2 separate regions of the Sus scrofa genome follow, and region 1 is linked to region 2. Evidence: chromatin contacts called from public HiChIP or PLAC-seq data. All regions are on one chromosome and are shown on one strand. The core of a region is the stretch at or near the end of the contact, and the rest is flanking DNA. Distances in the headings are between cores, read along the strand shown.

Region 1 (6,320 bases), core at 927-3,426, 390 kb before region 2:
TTGTGGGCTGAGAGAATAATGGTCTGTGGGACAAAATTTGTTTCTATAAAAGCTGTTGTGAGTTGTGTGCTTCTTCCTGTGTTGCATGCCTTTCTGTTCCTACAAATGTTCACATCCAAAGATAAATTCCTTAAATCAATTTCTATTTGTACTTCTTGTCCCCAAAATAATGAGATATTTGCTTAGCTTCCTTTTAGCCCAGAAAGTGCTTTACTGAGGTTGATGTGGAATGTCAAGATGAGGACATCCAGTCGGTTAGGAAATGCCTTTATTGACTAATGGCATAAGGTCTAAACTTATCTATGCTTATCAAAGAATTGGTTTCCCCAATAGATGAGTAAATGCCTTTTCTCATTCTGACATTAGTATGCTTTAGTCGCAATCGAATGCCTCCTAACCTGAACATGTGAAATGCTCTAGAGGGGGCTGGCAGTTCTGGTGCCACAGGGAAGAAGTGTACCATTTTTGTCCAACAACTCATCACTTATTTTAGATGGACACTTAGAGACCAAGGTTGGAGTGGCTGGTGATGTAGCAGATTTACCTGGAAACAAATTGTACTAAAGTCTCACTCAGGTTCCTGCTCAAGAGACTGCTGAAGATTTCACAGGATAGAGCACAAAGATGTAAGAGTGAGAGCCCTAATCAGCTATACTTTAATAAAATAATTTTTTTTGGGCTGTACTTGAGGCATATGGAATTTCCAGGGGCAGGGAAGAAATCCAAGCCAAAGCTGCCACAGTTGCAGTGTGGCAACATCAAATCCTTAACCCACTGCACTGGGTCAGGGATTGAACACGTGCCTCAGCAGCAACCCGAGCTACTGCAGAGACAACACTGGATTATTAACCCCATATGTCACTGTGTGAAATCCTAAAATAAACTTTCAAAAATTTGATTGCTTTCAAAGTTACATGGTAGAATATACTGTCATCAAAAAAGTATACGTTGAAGTCAACGTGAGCAATACAAATTAATAGTTTCACACGTTTGTAAAACAAAAACCAAACCAAAACAAAAAGAATGAGACCCCTGATGTGCTGCCCTTAAAAAAGTAATTTAGGAGTTCCCATTGTGGCTCAGTGGGTTAACAACCCAACTAGTATCCATGAGGATGCAGGTTCGATCCCCGGTCTTGCTTAGTGGGTTAAGGATCCATCATTGCCCTAAGCTCTGGTGTAGGTCACAGATGCGGCTCAGATCCTGGCAGCTGCAGCTCTGATTTGACCCCTGGCCTGGGAATTTCCATATGCCTCAGGTGCCTCCATAAAAAAAGAGAAAAAGGAGTTCCCATCGTGGCTCAGTGGTTAACGAATCCGACTAGGAACCATGAGATTTCAGGTTCGGTCCCTGGCCTTGCTCAGTGGGTAAAGGATCTGGTGTTGCTGTGAGCTGTGGTGTAGGCTAGCAGCTACAGCTCCAACTCGACCCTCCTACATATGCCGTGGGAGTAGCCCAAGAAATGGCAAAAAAAAAAAAGAGAGAGAAAAGGAAAGGAAAAAAAATAATTTAATCTACTTTCAGAATTGTAAAAGGCATTAAGTTAAAATCTGCTCACAATCCTACCACACATTCATTTAGTTACTCATTTATTTAAAAGTACATATGGAACCCCCAGGGTGCCAGACCCTTGGCGAGGAGCTGTATCCCCTCTCCGTGGACATGATAGACACAGTGGACAGGATTATCCCTGCCCTCTTGGCGCTTACAGCCTACTGAGGAGGCAGATATTAAAGACATAGTCACACAAATAGGTATTTAATTGTAATCGTGGGAAGGGAAGCAGGGATATGGGCAGCATGTTAAGAAAATACTGGGGTAACAAGGTTGGGAAGGCCTCCCTGAGTAATAGTGGAGCTAAGGCTGAAAGGACTAAGAGAGTTCAAAATGTTAAAAGAGCTTTTCAGTCAGAGGAAACAATGTAGGCGGGGACTTGGGACCAGCATCTGAAAAGTGCATTTAGAAGGAGCCTCCTGAACATGGAGGAAATGGTCCTATTTAGGAACTTGATTTCTTTTTAAAGTTTTTTTGAAATTTTTTTCACTATGGTAAAATATATGTAACATAAAATTTGCCATGTTAACCATTTGTAAGTGTACAGTTCAGTGGCGTAACTAGCAGTGTTGTGCAACCAACACCACTGCCTGTTTTCAGCACTTTTTTATCATCCCAAACAGAAGTTCTGGACCCATGAAGCAATAACTCCCTCTTCCTCCCAGTTGCCCAAGCCCCTGGTAACCTCTAATCTACTTTCTGTGTCTATGAATTTGCCTATTTTAGATATTTCACATAAGTGGAATCATATCATATTTGTCCTTTTGTGTCTGGCTTATTTTACTTGGCATAGTGCTTTCAAGGATTATCCATGTCGTAGCAGGTACCAGAATTTTATTTGTTGGTTTGTCTAAATAATATTTCATTGTGTAGATGTATCATATTTTATTTATCCATTCATGTGTTGATGGACATTTGTGTTGATTTTACTTTCTCACTATTATGAACAATGCTGCTATGAACACTGGCATTGAGTATCTGTTTGAATCCCTGTTTTCAATTCTTTTGTATATATACCCAGAAGTAGGATTGCTGGCTCATACAGTAATTCCATGTTTAGCTTTTCGAGGACCCATCACAGATGTTGCACCATTTGACATTCCTACCAGCAATGCAGGAGGGTTCCATTTTTCTCTCCATCCTTGCCAAGGCTTGCTATCTCTCTCTCTCTCTTTTTTTTTTTTTTCTTTCTCTCTCAATGTATATAGCTATCCTAGTAGCTATTTCATACCTACTAGGATACCTAATAGCTATCCTAGTAGGTATGAAATAGTATCATGATGTATTTGATTCTGACTCTTATGTCTCCTCAGGAATCTATCTCTCCTGAAACTCTGGAGTGTCAGGATCACTGATCTGGCATGCAGCTTATAATGACCTGCCTTCATGTTTTACCCAAATGTCTAATTTCCTAAATAGATGTTCAGCAACTCTGGGGTAGAATGTGGGTAAGGGTCAATTTAGATCTCCAGTATTTACCACCTGGTAGGTGTTCAATAGATAGAACAATCGTGGTAAAGGTTGCAGATCTTGTCTCTTACAATCTTTTAAATTTATTTTTTATCTTTTTAGGGCCACACCCACAGCATATGGAAGTTCCCAGGCTAGGGGTCAAATCAGAGCTGAAACTGCCAGCCCATGCATGCCACAGCCACAATAACTTGGGATCCAAGCCGTGTCTACAACCTACACCACAGCTCATGGCAACACCAGATTCTTAACCCACTGAGTGAGGCCAGGGATCAAACCTGCATCCTTATGGATGCTGGTCAGAATTGTTTCTGCTGAGCTACAACAGGAACTCCTGTCTCTTACAATCTTACGTTGTAAATCCAATGGAAGTTTTCAATGGGCACCTACTAGATTTTTGCTTGATTCAAATGAATGTTCATGAATGTTGAGGCCATTGATTGGTTGTTTACATTCCATTCACTTAAATGGCAGATGGGAATTCCTTGGTTGACTAGTGGTTAAGGATCTGACGTTGTCACTGCTGTGGCTCTGGTAAGTGCTGCAGGTGGGTTCAATCCTTGGCCCAGGAACTTCCGCATGCCTCAGGCAGGGCCAAATAATTTTTAAAATGATGATAATAATAGTACAAAATAAATTGATCTCTGCAGTCCTCTTATGTCATCGGTTACTCTCCACTGAACTTCCAGTAAGATTCCAGATCATTTATATGGTCTACAGTGTCCTGTGATGTCTAGCCCTGCCTCCTTCCAGGACCATTTTTTGGTCACTTTCTCCCTTTCTCTCTAGGCTTCTGGTTATTCTGTGGAAATATAAGGCTCATCCCTAATTTGGGGCCTTTGTACCCACTGGTCCCTCTTTTAGAAATTCTCTCCTCCTCCAAGTAAGCCCCTCTATTACTTTTTTTACTTAAAAAGTCCTATTGGTCCTGCAGGTCTTACTGAGATGTTACTTCCTTAGGGGAATGTTTCCTGGGATCCTCATCAAGACCCTATTTTGTTCTCCCTCAGAGCATCTTTTACTTTTCCTGCATAATACTTACAAAATAATTATTTGTTTTTTTAAAGTCCAGGAGTTCCCGTCGTGGAGCAGTGGTTAACGAATCCGACTAGGAACCATGAGGTTGCGGGTTTGGTCCCTGCCCTTGCTCAGTGGGTTAACGATCCCGCGTTGCCGTGAGCTGTGGTGTAGGTTGCAGATGTGGCTCGGATCCCGCGTTGTTGTTCTGGCTCTGGCGTAGGCCGGCGACTACTGCTCCGATTCGACCCCTAGCCTGGGAACCTCCATATGCCGCGGGAGCGGCCCAGGAAATAGCAAAAAAGACAAAAAATAAAAAAAATTAAAAAAATAAAGTCCATCTCTCCAAGCACTTAGAAACCTGCATGAGGGCAGAAACTCATGTTTCTGTGGATCAGTATTAGGCACCTGGTAGGAGCTGAGTGCATATTTTTGAAGAGATGTAGGTGCTCTTAAGTCTTAAATGGATGTCCTGTCTCAAGTTGGACTAGATGTTTCTAGCTAGACTAAATTTTTTCTGATTAACTGTCTCTACCCGTAATGCCTGTACGGCTACTTATGGCAGTAAGTGCTGGCCTTATGCTGTTAGAGAAGGAGGGAGGAAAAAGAGAAGAGACTTTAAAGCTGGCTGATTGGATCTATGACTGAATACTTCCTGGGAACAAGATTTGGGGGCAGGCTGTTTCTAGGCTCCAGGCCAGGGTGTTGAGCAATGCTTGAATTTCTCTGAGGGGTTCTGCCAAGAAGCAGAAAACTGATGAGTGACCTGTGAATGCAGCTCACATTCTGGGTGACTCAGAGTTTAAGGTATTCTGGGGAGAAATTGGGTTAACAAAGGGGTAGGGAAGCCATGTGAGTGCTCGGGCAGGAAGTTTGGTGAGAGGCCATCCAAGGCCACAGTGGGATGGCCTTTCTTACCAAGTGCTGCCTGGGCCCCTCAGCCAATGTCAAGTTAGAGACCCTAAGCAAGTCATTTAAGGCTTCCTCTGTCTCCCCGACCCATTATTAGAAGGTTGTTTTATGGTTGGTTGGCATGGCTTGTCTTACTCCTGAAAATCATGAGGCCAAGTATCTTGTCCTTTTGCTTTCTTTTTCATTTTAAAAAATTAATTTTCGATTAAAAAAGAAATACATCTGTACATTTATCTCCAAGAATATTAAAACTAAAGCTAAGACTCTCTTTCGACATGACCCCCTATCTTTAAGGATAACCTCTGATAAAAGATTTTGGTAGGTAGCCTTACAATCTGTTTTCAAAATCTCCTACAAACCATGTGCAGTTGTCTTAGTTCAGGCTGCCATAACAGAATAGCAGAGACCGGGTGGCATCTAAACAATAGAAATTTGTTTCTCACAGTTCTAGAAGCTGGGAAGTCCAAGAGCAAGGTATCAGCAGACTCAGTGGTGAAGACCCACTTCCTGGTTCAGAAATAGCTATCCTCTTGCTGTGTCCTCACAAGGTAGGAGGGAGTAGGAAGCTCTCTGGGGTCTCTCTCTCTCTTTTTTTAAATTTTTCAGATTCTTTTGCCATATAGATTTTCCCAGAATATTGGGTAGAGTTCCCTGTGTAATACAGCAGGTCCACATTGGCCAGTCATTCCATACCACAGTGTGCATGCGCCAATCCCAAACCCCCATCCCATCCCACCTGTCCTCTCTTGGGTCCCTTTCATAAGGGCACTAATTCCACTTATGGGGGCTCTGCCTTGGTGACCTAATAACCTCCCAAATGCCTATCTCCAGATATCAACACAATGGGGATTAGGTTTCCCTTTTTTTTTTGGTCTTTTTAGGTCCACAACCAAGGCATATGGAGGTTCCTGGGCTAGGGGTTGAATCAAAACTGTAGCTGCTGGCCTACACCACAGCTCACAGCAACACTGGATCCTTTATCCACTGAGCAAAGCCAGGGATTGAACCTGCATCCTCATGGATACTAGTCAGATTTGTTTCCACTGAGCCACGATGGGAACGCCTCATATTTTTTTTTAAATTCAATGAATTTTATTATATTTGTACAACCATCATCACAACATATGAATCTAAAGGGTACACAGAAACATTGTCTATAGCAGTGACGACAGGAAAGAGTGGTATTTATGTCTGCGTTTTGTTTTAAATTTTTATTTTTATTTTTTTTTTAATTTTCCCACTGTACAGCAAGGGGATCAAGTTATCCTTACATGTATACATTACATTTTTTTCCCTTTTTTTTCCCCCCACCCTTTGTTCTGTTGCAACATGAGTATCTAGACATAGTTCTCAATGCTACTCAGCAG
Region 2 (5,570 bases), core at 1,577-4,076:
GCACCCAAGGGAGGCAGCACAAATAAGCACAGGGCATTCTGCTGAAGAGCCTGGCTCCAAGCATGTTTCACTCAGTTCTAAAAGGTTCTGGGCTAACTACTTTTTTGTATTATCTACATTTACTTGTCCAGCATAATCTCACAATCCTTTATACTTCCATGTTACTTCATAATTTTAAAAGTACATTTTCGCTAACTCTATTTTTTTTTACCAAGTCATTTTTTCAGTTGTTTCTTACCTTAAGGTAAATTAACTTTTAACCCTAATGCTGCAGTATATATGATCTAAGGCCAAACTTCTCAGCTTTTGTAATATACTTTTAATAAAAATCTCATATGCTGATTTTCATGTTGACCAAGCAATTCTGGTTCCCTCCCTTCCTAGCATGTAGGTAGGCTTGAACTTCCTGGCCCCCTTATGACTGGGGGACACTTTGGGGCTGCTAATTTTTTTTTTTTTCTTTCTTCTTTCTTTTGCAGCCACACCAACGGCATAAGGAAGTTCCTGCGGCAAAGGAACCTTAACCCACGAGCGCCTCCACAGAGACAGGCCAGATCATTAATCCAATGCATCACAGCAAGAACTCCTGGGACTACTTCTAACTAAGGAATTGAGGTTGGAAGTGACAGATGCCACTTAGGGGCCAGAATGTTTCTTGTTGACGTGAGATCCTCTATTAGTCTCCTTTCTAGCAAGTCACAACATTCCAGATCCTGACCAGCCTGGCCCCAGAAGATAAAGAAGTAGGAGCAAAGCTCCCATCCAACCTGTGATGGGCATACAGTGTGAGCAACAAACCTTTTAGTTTAGGCCACTAGGAGTTTGGACTTATTTATTACTCGGTTATTACTAAGCATAACCTATAGCCTATCCTGACCGAGAGAGTACCTTTACAGGCTTTTCTGGGGGAGAGAACTTTAAATGTTCATGATTCTGAACTTGGAAAATAGACTTGTGGCTGCCAAGGGGGAGAGGGAGGGAGTGGGATGGATGGGGAGCTTGAGGTTAACAGATGCAGACTACTGCCTTTGGAATGGATTAGCAATGAGATCCTGTTGTGTAGCACTGGGAACTACGTGTGGTCACTTATGATGGAGCAGGATAATGTGAGAAAAAAGAATGTATACATGTATGTGTAACTGGGTCACCATGCTATACAGTGGAAAATTGACAGAACACTGTAAACTGGCTATAATGGAAAAAAATAAAAATCATTATAAAATAAATAAATAAATAAATAATAAAATAAAATGTTCATGATTCTTAAGAGAATCCTTATTCCAGAAAAGCCTGAGTTCCACCGAACTAGAAGTATAATAGAAAAAGAGAAGTTCCCATCGTGGCTCAGTGGAAACACATCTGACTAGTATCCATGAGGATGCAGGTTCAATCCCTGGCCTCGCTCAGTGGGTTAAGGATCCCATGTTGCTGTGAGCTGTGGCGTAGGTTGCAGATGTGGTTCAGATCCTGTGCTGCTGTGGCTGTGGTGGAGCCAGTGGCTACAGGTCCTATTTGACCCCTAGCCTTGGGAACCTCCATATGCTGCAGGTGTGGCCATAAAAAGACCAAAAGAAAAAAGAAAAAGGTTTTCTCTGTTTGTTTGTTTTGAGGAATAATCAGGCAGGGTAGAAGGAGACTAGAGAGAAAAATGAGACAAGTGGAAGGCATACCCTTGGCAGAGTTATCCTAATCAGATCTAACAGCACCAGCAAACCCAAATGTTTAATGAAATTCCATCAGCTGTTTCTTCTCATGTGGTATCATGGGTAGAAAAACTCTCCCTACCAAGGATCACGTGTATGCTATTACATAAGTCTCAAACTGCATTTTAATTTCTACATTTCTAATATAGTATCGCAAAGTATTATTAGTGTGGTTCAAAACTGGGGGAAAACAGGAAGTTCCCGAGGTGGCTCAGCAGTAATGAGCCGGACTAGCATCCATTACAATGTGGGTTTGATCCTTGGCCTCACTCAATGGGTTAAAGATTCGGTGTTACTGTGAGCTGTGGTGTAGGTCGCAGATGTGGCTTGGATCTGACATTGCTGTGGCTGTGGTGTAGGCCAGCGGCTGTAGCTCCAAATCGACCCCTAGCTTGGGAACTTCCATATGCCTTGGGTGTGGCTCTAAAAGGATAAAAAAAAAAAACAAACAAAAAAAAACAAAACTGGGGGAAAACAAAGAACTCCCTGGTGGTCTAGTGGTTAGGACTTGGCGCTTTCACTGCTGCGGAACCCAGTTCAATTCCTGGTCTGGGAATTGAGATCCCACATCAAGCTGCTGCACACCACGGCCAAAAGAAAAGGAAAAAAAAAAAAAAAAGCCTTAAAAACAAACAAACAAAAACTGGGGGGAAACTATCTTGGGAACAGAAGGGGCCTGGAAGGGGAATGGTCCAGAAAAGCCCCCTAACGACTGGTCCCACTTGAAGGAGTTAACTGTGGGAAGACAGACAGCATTCTGGTCTATCCCTCACGCAACAGATTCACTTGGCAGCTATTCTAGTCAAAGCCGTGTCCCATCAACTTTAAAAGGGGGACCATCCAGACTAGTCCCTGCGGAGTTGTGCAAACTTTTGATATTTTCACTAGATTTCACAAACAAGGAGGAAAGTCTTAAAAAGGCAAACCTCATGAAAGAGCCACACAGACAAAGAAGGCAGCAGGACGCCCTCCTCCTCAAACTCATTACCTCCCCGGAAGACTGCATTCCCCAGTGACCTTTGAAAGCTGCGACCTCGTGGTGGGGTGCATTTGTCATGCTAAGCAAAATGGAAAACATGTTTTTAAAAACAATCACAGTCCAATGTAGGAACTGAGTCATGTGCCCCAGAGTTCACTATAAACTTGGGAAAACACCACTCCCCAACTGGCAGGAAATTCCTCATTAGGAAGCCAAAGTATACTGTAAATTAGCTCTCCTTCTAGCCCACAGGATGGTGGGTGACCTCCCTGGCCCCTCAGAGCTCTTAGCTCCTGCCACTGCCACTGTGGAAAAGGCCTGAATTGGGGAAATGAAGACTTCGGAGGACTTGCATTGGAAAGCATGGACACGTTTCATTCCCAGCTTTGTGACCTTGGTCGCTTTGCTTTTACTTTCCTCCTCTATAAAATGAAGACAATAATGGTTTCTACCCACTTGGTCCCGGTGAGGATAACGAAGTTAATATATGCAGAGTACTCTAAACCATGTCTGGTGTGTAATAGGTTCTCTAGCTTATTATTTTTGGGGGCCACATTAATGGCATGTGGAAGTTCCTGGACCAGGGATTGAACCCAAGCCACAGCAGTGACAATGCCAGATTCTCAACCTGCTGTGCCATAAAGGAACTCTAGCTTATTCTTACCATTGTTGTTCCAGGCACGGTCACAGATGGAAAGGGCTTCCTTTAAATTTCCTTTCTAACCCCCTAACCGTATTCCATAAAAAACTGAGGGAGTTACAAGCCCAAAGTTCCCTTCTAGGTCCTACTTTTGCCTCAATTCACTGGAAAACCAGCCCACCTACTACTGATCTAGAAGCCTGGATGCTAGGAGCTGGGCTCCAGACGGGGCTTGGAAGGAGACCCCAGGCCTCTGGTGTCCACTCTGCTCAGGGTGGCAAATGTTACAGCCCCCCCCTTAAGACCGGCTCAACAATGTGTATCTCAAGACAAACTAAAAAGAATAAAAGTCAGCAGGTGAAAAGCTGAGCAGAGTTAAACGGATTGGATTTGATAAAAATCTGTTTCACGTCCCCTCAGGGAAATTTCCACCATCTAGAAACAGACCCCTCTTCCCCACTGAAGCCCAAATCAGGGAAAATGACACCTGAATGAAGGTCCCCTGAATTATCTCAGGAACGGAAATTCCCAACTCTGACCTCTCCCTGGAAAATGGAGCTTGGTGAGTAGACAGAGCCCTGGGATGAGCATCAGGAGACGGGTTCAGGCTCTTTGTTTGGCCTTTAGCACATTCTTAGCCTCCTGGGGTCTCAAACTTTTCTCTTTGCTCTCTCTGGCCATGCAGGGCATGCTCAGTGGAACTCCAACATGCATATCTGAGACCCTCCATGACCTGGGCCAACCGCCCTTCCAGCCTGACACTTGAGAATTCTCGAAGGGGGTGACTTTGTGTGAATCCCACTGAACCCACGACTCAGCGTCCCTGGCTCTGCATACAGGGCAGGGTTGTTCTTGGGGCCAGAGGGGCCGACCTGCATGATGACCTTACCAAGTTCTATGCACATCAGTACCCTCATCCCCACCCCACCCCCAGGGGAGCCCCACAGCCCCAGGAGAAAGGCTAACGCGCTGCAGGCTCTGTTCTTTCCAGGGGGACCTTGACCTATGGTGTTTGGTGTTCCTCTGCCTGGGAAGTCATTCTACCCTTCTCCATATGTTCTTCAAGGCCTATCTCAAATGGCACCGCCTCCACGCAGTCTGCCTGGATCCTGCCCAGCTAGCGCAAACGCTCCTGGCAGAGACACTCAGCTCTGTACTTTGCATTACTAGTGAGTGAAGCATGTGTTTCACCTCTTCTCTCTGCTAAGAGACTCCCTTCTTGATGGCAAGGATTCTGTCTCCCCACACCCTCTAACACAGAAGAGGCCACAGCATCCAGTAGGAACTTGTTAGAATGGCAAACTCTCAGGTCCACTGCAGACCTGCTGAATCAAAAACTCTGGGAGTGGGGCCGAGAAATCTGTGTTTTAATAGGCCCTCCAGGAAACGCAGATGCTTGCCAAGTCTGAGAACCACTGGAACAAGTTTGCTGAATAAATGACTGAATGATGAGGGAAAGTACAACTGCCATAAAAATGCACGGGATGATAATAAGAATGACCAGGTCCTTACAGCCTCAACCACAGCAGTGGTAAAACCGGACCTTCTCTTCTGGACTGACACAGACCCAGTAATGATGACTGGCTTATGTTACAAGAGGCGGAAAAGACCTGGAAGAAAGGGTGCTGGCTGCAGCTTAAGGTCTGTGTGTGCTTGTGTGTCTGTGTAACGTCGTGTGTGCGTGCGTACGTGTGTGTGTGTGTGTGTGTGTGTGAGAGAGACAGTCCTCAACACACAGGAAAATTCAGCTTAGTAGTGGTATGAGGGTTGGTGGAAATGGCATTATTTTCCCCGTAAGGCCTTCCCTGTAAGCAACTCTAGTTAAAGAGGTACTTTGATGAAAACCCTGCCAAGGATTTCCTGGCTGAGATTTTTCCTTCCAAAGGAAAGAGACCAAAAGAATAACCCAAAGCCCATTACTTCCACGTTTCAGGCAAAGTTCAGAGGCAATTAGAGGGAACCAGGTTCAAAGGGACAAAAAGCACAGTCCTGATGAGAACTGAAAGGGCTCATTCCTACACCCAGCCTCCCTCCTATACATAGCAGGCTCAGGCCAGGCCCTCAAGAAGGAGGAAAACCAAAGAATTCTGACAGGCGGCGAACACTCACTGGGCATCTTCTGACCAAAAAGCCATGTCTGGGCACAGGCCCAGGAGGAAAGGTCTGCTTTTACAGAATCTGGAAAGCACGAGCCAACCTGGACAGGGTGAGTCTCTCCTCCCCGTCCTGCCCCTGGTCTCTGTCTGGC

What was found. HiChIP or PLAC-seq counts read pairs in DNA pulled down with a chosen protein or histone mark.
Region 1: a contact with region 2 is called in an H3K27ac HiChIP or PLAC-seq map of alveolar macrophages. The contact joins two enhancer-like sites. A contact is called at or near these places in 2 of 47 Hi-C or Micro-C datasets (epiblast stem cells and skeletal muscle) and 1 of 2 datasets of contacts at active chromatin or transcription factors (alveolar macrophages).

What each region holds. Positions count from the first base shown.
Region 1 is chr14:114,171,172-114,177,491 of Sscrofa11.1, reverse strand. All of the region lies in intron 10 of PCGF6 (polycomb group RING finger protein 6), which reads left to right. Among named protein-coding and RNA genes, the nearest start is that of NT5C2, 6.9 kb to the right of the region's middle. Within about 2 kb of position 2,176, at least 10 of the 83 cell types and tissues checked have an H3K27ac peak or open chromatin away from gene starts, as enhancers often do. A contact at or near this core is called in alveolar macrophages, where this site is marked.
Region 2 is chr14:113,787,362-113,792,931 of Sscrofa11.1, reverse strand. The region is part of intron 2 of WBP1L (WW domain binding protein 1-like); the gene reads right to left. Among named protein-coding and RNA genes, the nearest start is that of CYP17A1, 30 kb to the left of the region's middle. Within about 2 kb of position 2,826, at least 25 of the 83 cell types and tissues checked have an H3K27ac peak or open chromatin away from gene starts, as enhancers often do. A contact at or near this core is called in alveolar macrophages, where this site is marked.